Linked DNA regions of Ovis aries: region 2 is linked to region 1. Evidence: chromatin contacts called from public Hi-C data. All regions are on one chromosome and are shown on one strand. The core of a region is the stretch at or near the end of the contact, and the rest is flanking DNA. Distances in the headings are between cores, read along the strand shown.

The links. Hi-C and Micro-C count contacts between places; a contact is called where the count stands out from the background.
Region 2: a contact with region 1 is called in a Hi-C map of blood, with 5 times the contacts expected there. The contact joins the promoter of ISCU here to the enhancer-like site in region 1. A contact is called at or near these places in 6 of 16 Hi-C or Micro-C datasets (blood, skin fibroblasts and tail adipose tissue).

The regions. Positions count from the first base shown.
Region 1 is chr17:64,453,260-64,455,959 of ARS-UI_Ramb_v3.0, forward strand. It overlaps CORO1C (coronin 1C), which reads left to right. Exons shown (of 11, transcript XM_060400805.1): 11 at 5-2,391. The coding sequence ends at 124. Among named protein-coding and RNA genes, the nearest start is that of SELPLG, 14 kb to the right of the region's middle. Within about 2 kb of position 1,437, at least 4 of the 54 cell types and tissues checked have an H3K27ac peak or open chromatin away from gene starts, as enhancers often do.
Region 2 is chr17:64,529,900-64,532,599 of ARS-UI_Ramb_v3.0, forward strand. ISCU (iron-sulfur cluster assembly enzyme) reads right to left here and starts at 1,395. Exons shown (of 5, transcript XM_027956661.2): 1 at 1,271-1,395. The coding sequence starts at 1,384.

The DNA of each region.
Region 1 (2,700 bases), core at 187-2,686:
TTAGCAAAATGAAGCCAAGTTGGATGAGATTTTAAAAGAGATCAAATCTATAAAAGACACAATCTGCAATCAAGACGAGCGTATTTCCAAGTTAGAACAGCAGATGGCGAAGATAGCAGCTTGAAGGTCCACCCACCCCCAAGATGGGAGCAGGAAGGCGTGGTCCCGGGGAGGGCGAAGGGAGGCACTGCCTTTGGAGACATTCCATTTCAGATCTGTCGACCAGCGACAGGCCACGTTCCAGTAAGAACTCAATTCGTCTCCCAAATTTGCAGAAACAAAATGTGATTTAAAAGCTGAGCTTTTTACCAGAAAACTTTTTTTGATGTTTTAAGTGTTATGTGACTTGTGAACTTCTAAAAGACAAAAGTGCTACTTTGAAAATCCCAGATATTCTGAATTTTAGAAACCCAACCAATTCTGATTCAGTGTCCTGCCCAAGTACCTTTTCTTTCCTTTCTTTTTTTTTTTTTTTTACAAATAGGGACCAATGCCACATTGCTTTTTATATTTCTTTTTTTTTAATGTTGCCAAAACCAAAAGTAGCTTTTTTTTCTTTATATTTTGCTACTTTGCAGTATTTGTGTGTGGGTTTTTTTTTTCTTTAATTTGAAAGGGACAGCACTGTGTATGTTTATAAACTAAATGAAGATAAGATATTATTTTGTATAAACATTCATCTGAGAACAGAGCCGTAGCCACACGGTGCTGACTTCTCTGCAGCACAAACCTGGTCATCTTAATGACTGTACAAAAGGAAGACTTGAAAAATCACGTGGATTTGTATTCCCACCCTTCCCCTCCCATTGAGTCTTCTGATCAAAAAGAAAAAAAGGCTCATATTGAATCATTTTCTTTCTCTTTTCTAAAAATTGGGTGGTTGTACCAGAATGGAATTTTGCTTCTTGGTTATCCTGTGCTTCAGATGATTATAATCTAACCTAAACTAGCATGTGTTTCTGCGGTTTTGTTACACACATAGAAACTATTGCCTTCATCCCTTTTGATGTCATATTTCAGGTTTTGGTCAATACTTGACAAGGGTGCCCAGGACAAGGAGCCACAGATGCTGTGGAGTGTTCCTTCTTGTCAATTTCAGCAGCTTACCCAAGGTTAGACGGGACACAGACCAGGGAACCCGGGGGGAGTGTTCGCCCCGCGTGTCGCCCTGCGTGGTCCTCTGCTTTCCCGCCTGTCCTGCACTGGGCAGCTTCCCACCCCCACCCCTAGCCAGCATCCCTGCAGCTCCTGCCCTTCCTTTCTCCCTTCTGTAAGTAGCTCTCCCTCTCAGGGCTTCCCTCCGCTTGCGTTTCGGTCCTAACTGCATTCTGCTAAGCTGCGGCCAGAGGGTGCTGTTGAATACCGAGACTGAAAAGGGCCAAGAAGGAAGCAGACATCTGCTGTAGCTTTGATGGTGTCGTTTGTCCCTGTGCGCCCTCTACACAAACTCACCCGTGCCCCCTGCAGCGCCTCCAAGGCTGGGTCCAAACCCAGAGGCTGCCTAGTCCTGGGCCAGACATTGAGCTTCCAGGCCTGCCCTGCTCCTGGGTTAGCAGGAACCCCTCTCCATTTCCATTTTCTCAGAGCACATGCCTGAGAAAAAAAAAGGTGTAAGGAGCCCTTTTAGAAGAGCTGAGTGATGGAATAGGAATCGTGCCATGCCTTTGGGACCACGGCGGGGACGCTTGGGTGTGTGCCTGCGGGTGTGGGGCCGGGCCGGGACTGGCTGGAATAGTTTGTGAGCAGGGGGCCAGGCTGAAGCAGAGCGTGGCGTCGGTGGGGTGGGACATGTGTCCAAGCTGTCCATGTGTCCACGCAGAAAAGGTACCATGTTCTTAGCCAACCCTGGGATTGCTGTCTCCACAGTTTCAGGGTATTTGAATGTTTGGTGTGGTTTTGTGTGTACGTGTGTGCTTTAAATACTCAAGTGGATAATGAGATATAAAGAAAACAATAATTGCAGTGGTTTATATTCAAGCTTGTATGTGTTTCTTTATCAACACAATCTGCTGAAGACCTTCATTATTAAGATTCAGAAATGTTCTAAGGTTCTGATACCCAGTTAATTAAGTGAGCAAAATTGTTGTTGGTGGTGAAACACTGTTGGGAATATGGTTTGGAGAGACAAGGAGGCAGGAGCCGGTTATTCTGACCTGAGTGTGTAGCTTATGGCTTATTTAATGAACGGATTCCCCGCCAGGCTCAGAGTTGGTGTTTGACGCTCTGTGGGTTATTTTTCTTGTTTTGTCTTTTTTCTTTTTTTAAATCCAAGCTATCCGAGAGAAGACCCAGTGAATTACTCCTAGATCGGCTCTTATAGAGCAGCCATCGTATTCTGTTGAAACACTTGCTTCCATTTTAAAAGATAAAAGAAAAAAATTGATTACAAAACAGTGTCTGTGTTTATTTCACATGTCCGCTGTCTTTGAGGCAGCGAGTGCCTTGCTCCCTGACACAGTGTCTCTGACTCAGTGGAACCTCCCCCCCTTTCTCGGAGGGTAAGTATGGGGCATGTATGAGTGGGCCCCCTGGCTCTGGAGGTGGAGTGGTGTTCAGAACCCATCTCTAGCCTTCCCCAGGGGTGGATCTGGGGCAGACTGCCTAGTCTTGCTGAGCCCCTTATTGTGAAGGAGGGACGAGAGTTCAGGGGAAATAGAAGCTGTGTCTGGTCACCCAAGGAGCCCTCTGCACAGCCACGAC
Region 2 (2,700 bases), core at 145-2,644, 77 kb after region 1:
TCTGTGGGGTTTTGAACCACAACTAATTACTTGACCTCTAACCACCCAAGTCACAGAGTTGGGCTCAAACAGCACCTGTGTAATTTCGGAAGAAAATCCATTCTCAAAAGAATGATTACTATGCAAAAACCTACACGTCTGTATGGTCCCAGAAGCCTCATGGAGATTGTTACGGGAGGAACAAGGCTATGGAATACAGCCATTTGTGTGTGGTGATAAATAACCACCATGACTGTATTTCGGGGCCCTGAAATCTGCGGTGCCGCAGCGCGCTCTGGTGGCGGAAAGGCTGCGCGCGCCAGGTCATTCCGCGTGTACTGTCAACAATATACAGCCCTGGGTCCGCGGGGAGTGAGGTCTGTGCGCAAACGCGTGGAAGCCAGAACAGAGTAGACATCTATTCAAACTGGCACATGCGAGGCTTTAAAAACCTTGCGGTTTGTTTCCCAGTTAGTCGTTAAGTATTCCGAACTTCCAGTCCCCTTCCCCCGACCTATCCGACCACGGATTTTGACTTCCAAGTCCAAGGATCTGTAAGATAATATCCAGTTTCGACTTTCTGCCCCGGGGTTGATTTATCGCACTTTTTTTACTTAACCGGTTCCCAAGCGAGACACGTCTCATGTGGCTGCCAACTACCCAACCTGTCTTAACTCACAGCATCCCACCACCCCCAAACCAAACCAAAACAAACACAAAAACGTGACGACTGTTGGTTACACGTCCATGTCCACTCGGAGGCTCTGAGCTCCTGCAACAGTAACACCGACCCTCAGCGGCCTCCCTGTGCCAAGCGCCCTGCCCAGGACTCCGCAGGCAATGCACTCGCGTCCGGGGGCGCTGCCCAGACCCCATCTGACGAGCGCGGGGCAGTGACTCGCCCAAGGTCACTCGGCCGCTGTGTGTCCGGCTAGCCCGGACAGAGCAGGACCCTGCTTCCTGGGCAGCCGAGAGGCTTAAAGGCCGGATGGATGTTTCAGATTGAGGGCAGCTGCCGCTAGGCTAGCGGGAGCTGTCATTCCTGTTTCAGGCGCGGTTAGTCGCCCCAGCGCAGCGAGGGAAAGCCATTCGAGGCGGCCTCTTGAGAGGAAGGCCCCTCCATCCAGGGCTGGGGGCGGCCAGGGCCCTGGGCTGCAGTCGGGGTTCCAGGGCCGCGCAGAGCGGGGAGGGCCACTAGGCTGGGCTTCCGCTAGGACCCCTAAGTCCTCTGGGGGGTCCTCGCACTCCCGCCCGCCCCCCCGCCCGGTGCGGACCCCCGGGCCGCTCTTACCTTCTTGTGATAGAGCCGAGCGGGAGCTGAGAGCTCCCGGGCGGGCAGGCGCGGGGGCCGGAGCAACAGGGCCGACGCCGCCCGCCTCAGACGGCCCGCTCCAGCCGCCGCCATCTTGAGGGCTTGCGCCTGCGCAGGTGGAGCGCGCGGCCGAGGGGAGGGGCGCGTGCGCGAGTCGGCTCCCTGCTGGGAGCGCGCACCCTCTAAAGTACCGGCGACCTTGCGCCTGCGCCCTCCCGCTGCGTTCACGTGTCCCCGTTTTGTTCCCGCGGCGCGGAGCCTAAAGGTTTGAAATCGTTCGAGGGCTGGTCCACCGAGCTGGGTTCTGAATCTTGAGGATCCTTGAGCAGGAAATCAGGACCCAGCTTTGCGTTGACAAAGCCCCACCGCCTATTTCGGCGCAGAGGCTCAACCAGTCCACCCTTCTTGGCTCTATTTTGCAGCTTAGGAATTTGAGGATCAGAACGGTTTAGTAACTTGCCCTAGGTTGCCCAGAGGGGCCCAGTTGGGATTCTGACTTGAACAGTCCTGAGTTAGAATCCCATTTCTGCTCCTAACTGGCTGTGTGCTGCTAAGTGAAACATAGTGTCATTGTAAACCTCGATCTTTTTTGTACTAATTCAAGGACAGTTCTTCATCCATTGAGCAAATCTTGTGTTGAGTATCTACTTTTTGTCAGGGTGCTTTGGGAAAACAACCCAAGACGACACAATTAAGCTTGCTACTGAGGGAGCAAGGCAATAAATAGACCCACCAAGGCTTTTCTACCACTAAAGTGAGAAGCTTAACTAAAGGAAAGAATACTTTGCTCTGATTTTAAAAATTGTATATGTTTATGTCTCTATTAAAAAGCAAACTGGCACAGATTAAATCACAAGATATAGCAATGAAGAGATTCTAAGTAAATATTTATTAATGTAATTTATTGATACTGGTTTGCAGAATATGATCCTATAAAATCAAAACTCACGTGTATTTAAGTGCTAGGCGCCAGGCATTAGATAAAGAGAAGGAATCTCTGGGAAATGAGTTATTCTCATGAATGGTGCAATCGATCCTTCCCTGAGGACTTAAGACTTTTTTGCGCGTTTGAGGCTCAGTTGCTGGGGAGACTGACTCACGCGCCAGGTCAGACTAGGTGGTAAGATATTTATTCCAAGAATCATTTTTGACCTTCTCAAGATGGCGCCAAACCCTTAACTACAACCATCACGCTCACTCAGTGGCTGCCTCTATGGCTTCCACTTCCTGCCTAAGGACCCAACTGCTGTCCGACGTTGTGCCGAAACGCATGCCCTGTTGGTGAGCTTTTTTATTCGAACAAGAGCTACTGAAAGTATATAAAATAACATGAATCTCGTGTATTTCGAGATTTCCATGTCATCCGAGGCGCATAGTTTCTCTTCAGGTGGCAGACGGGCGGGATTTTG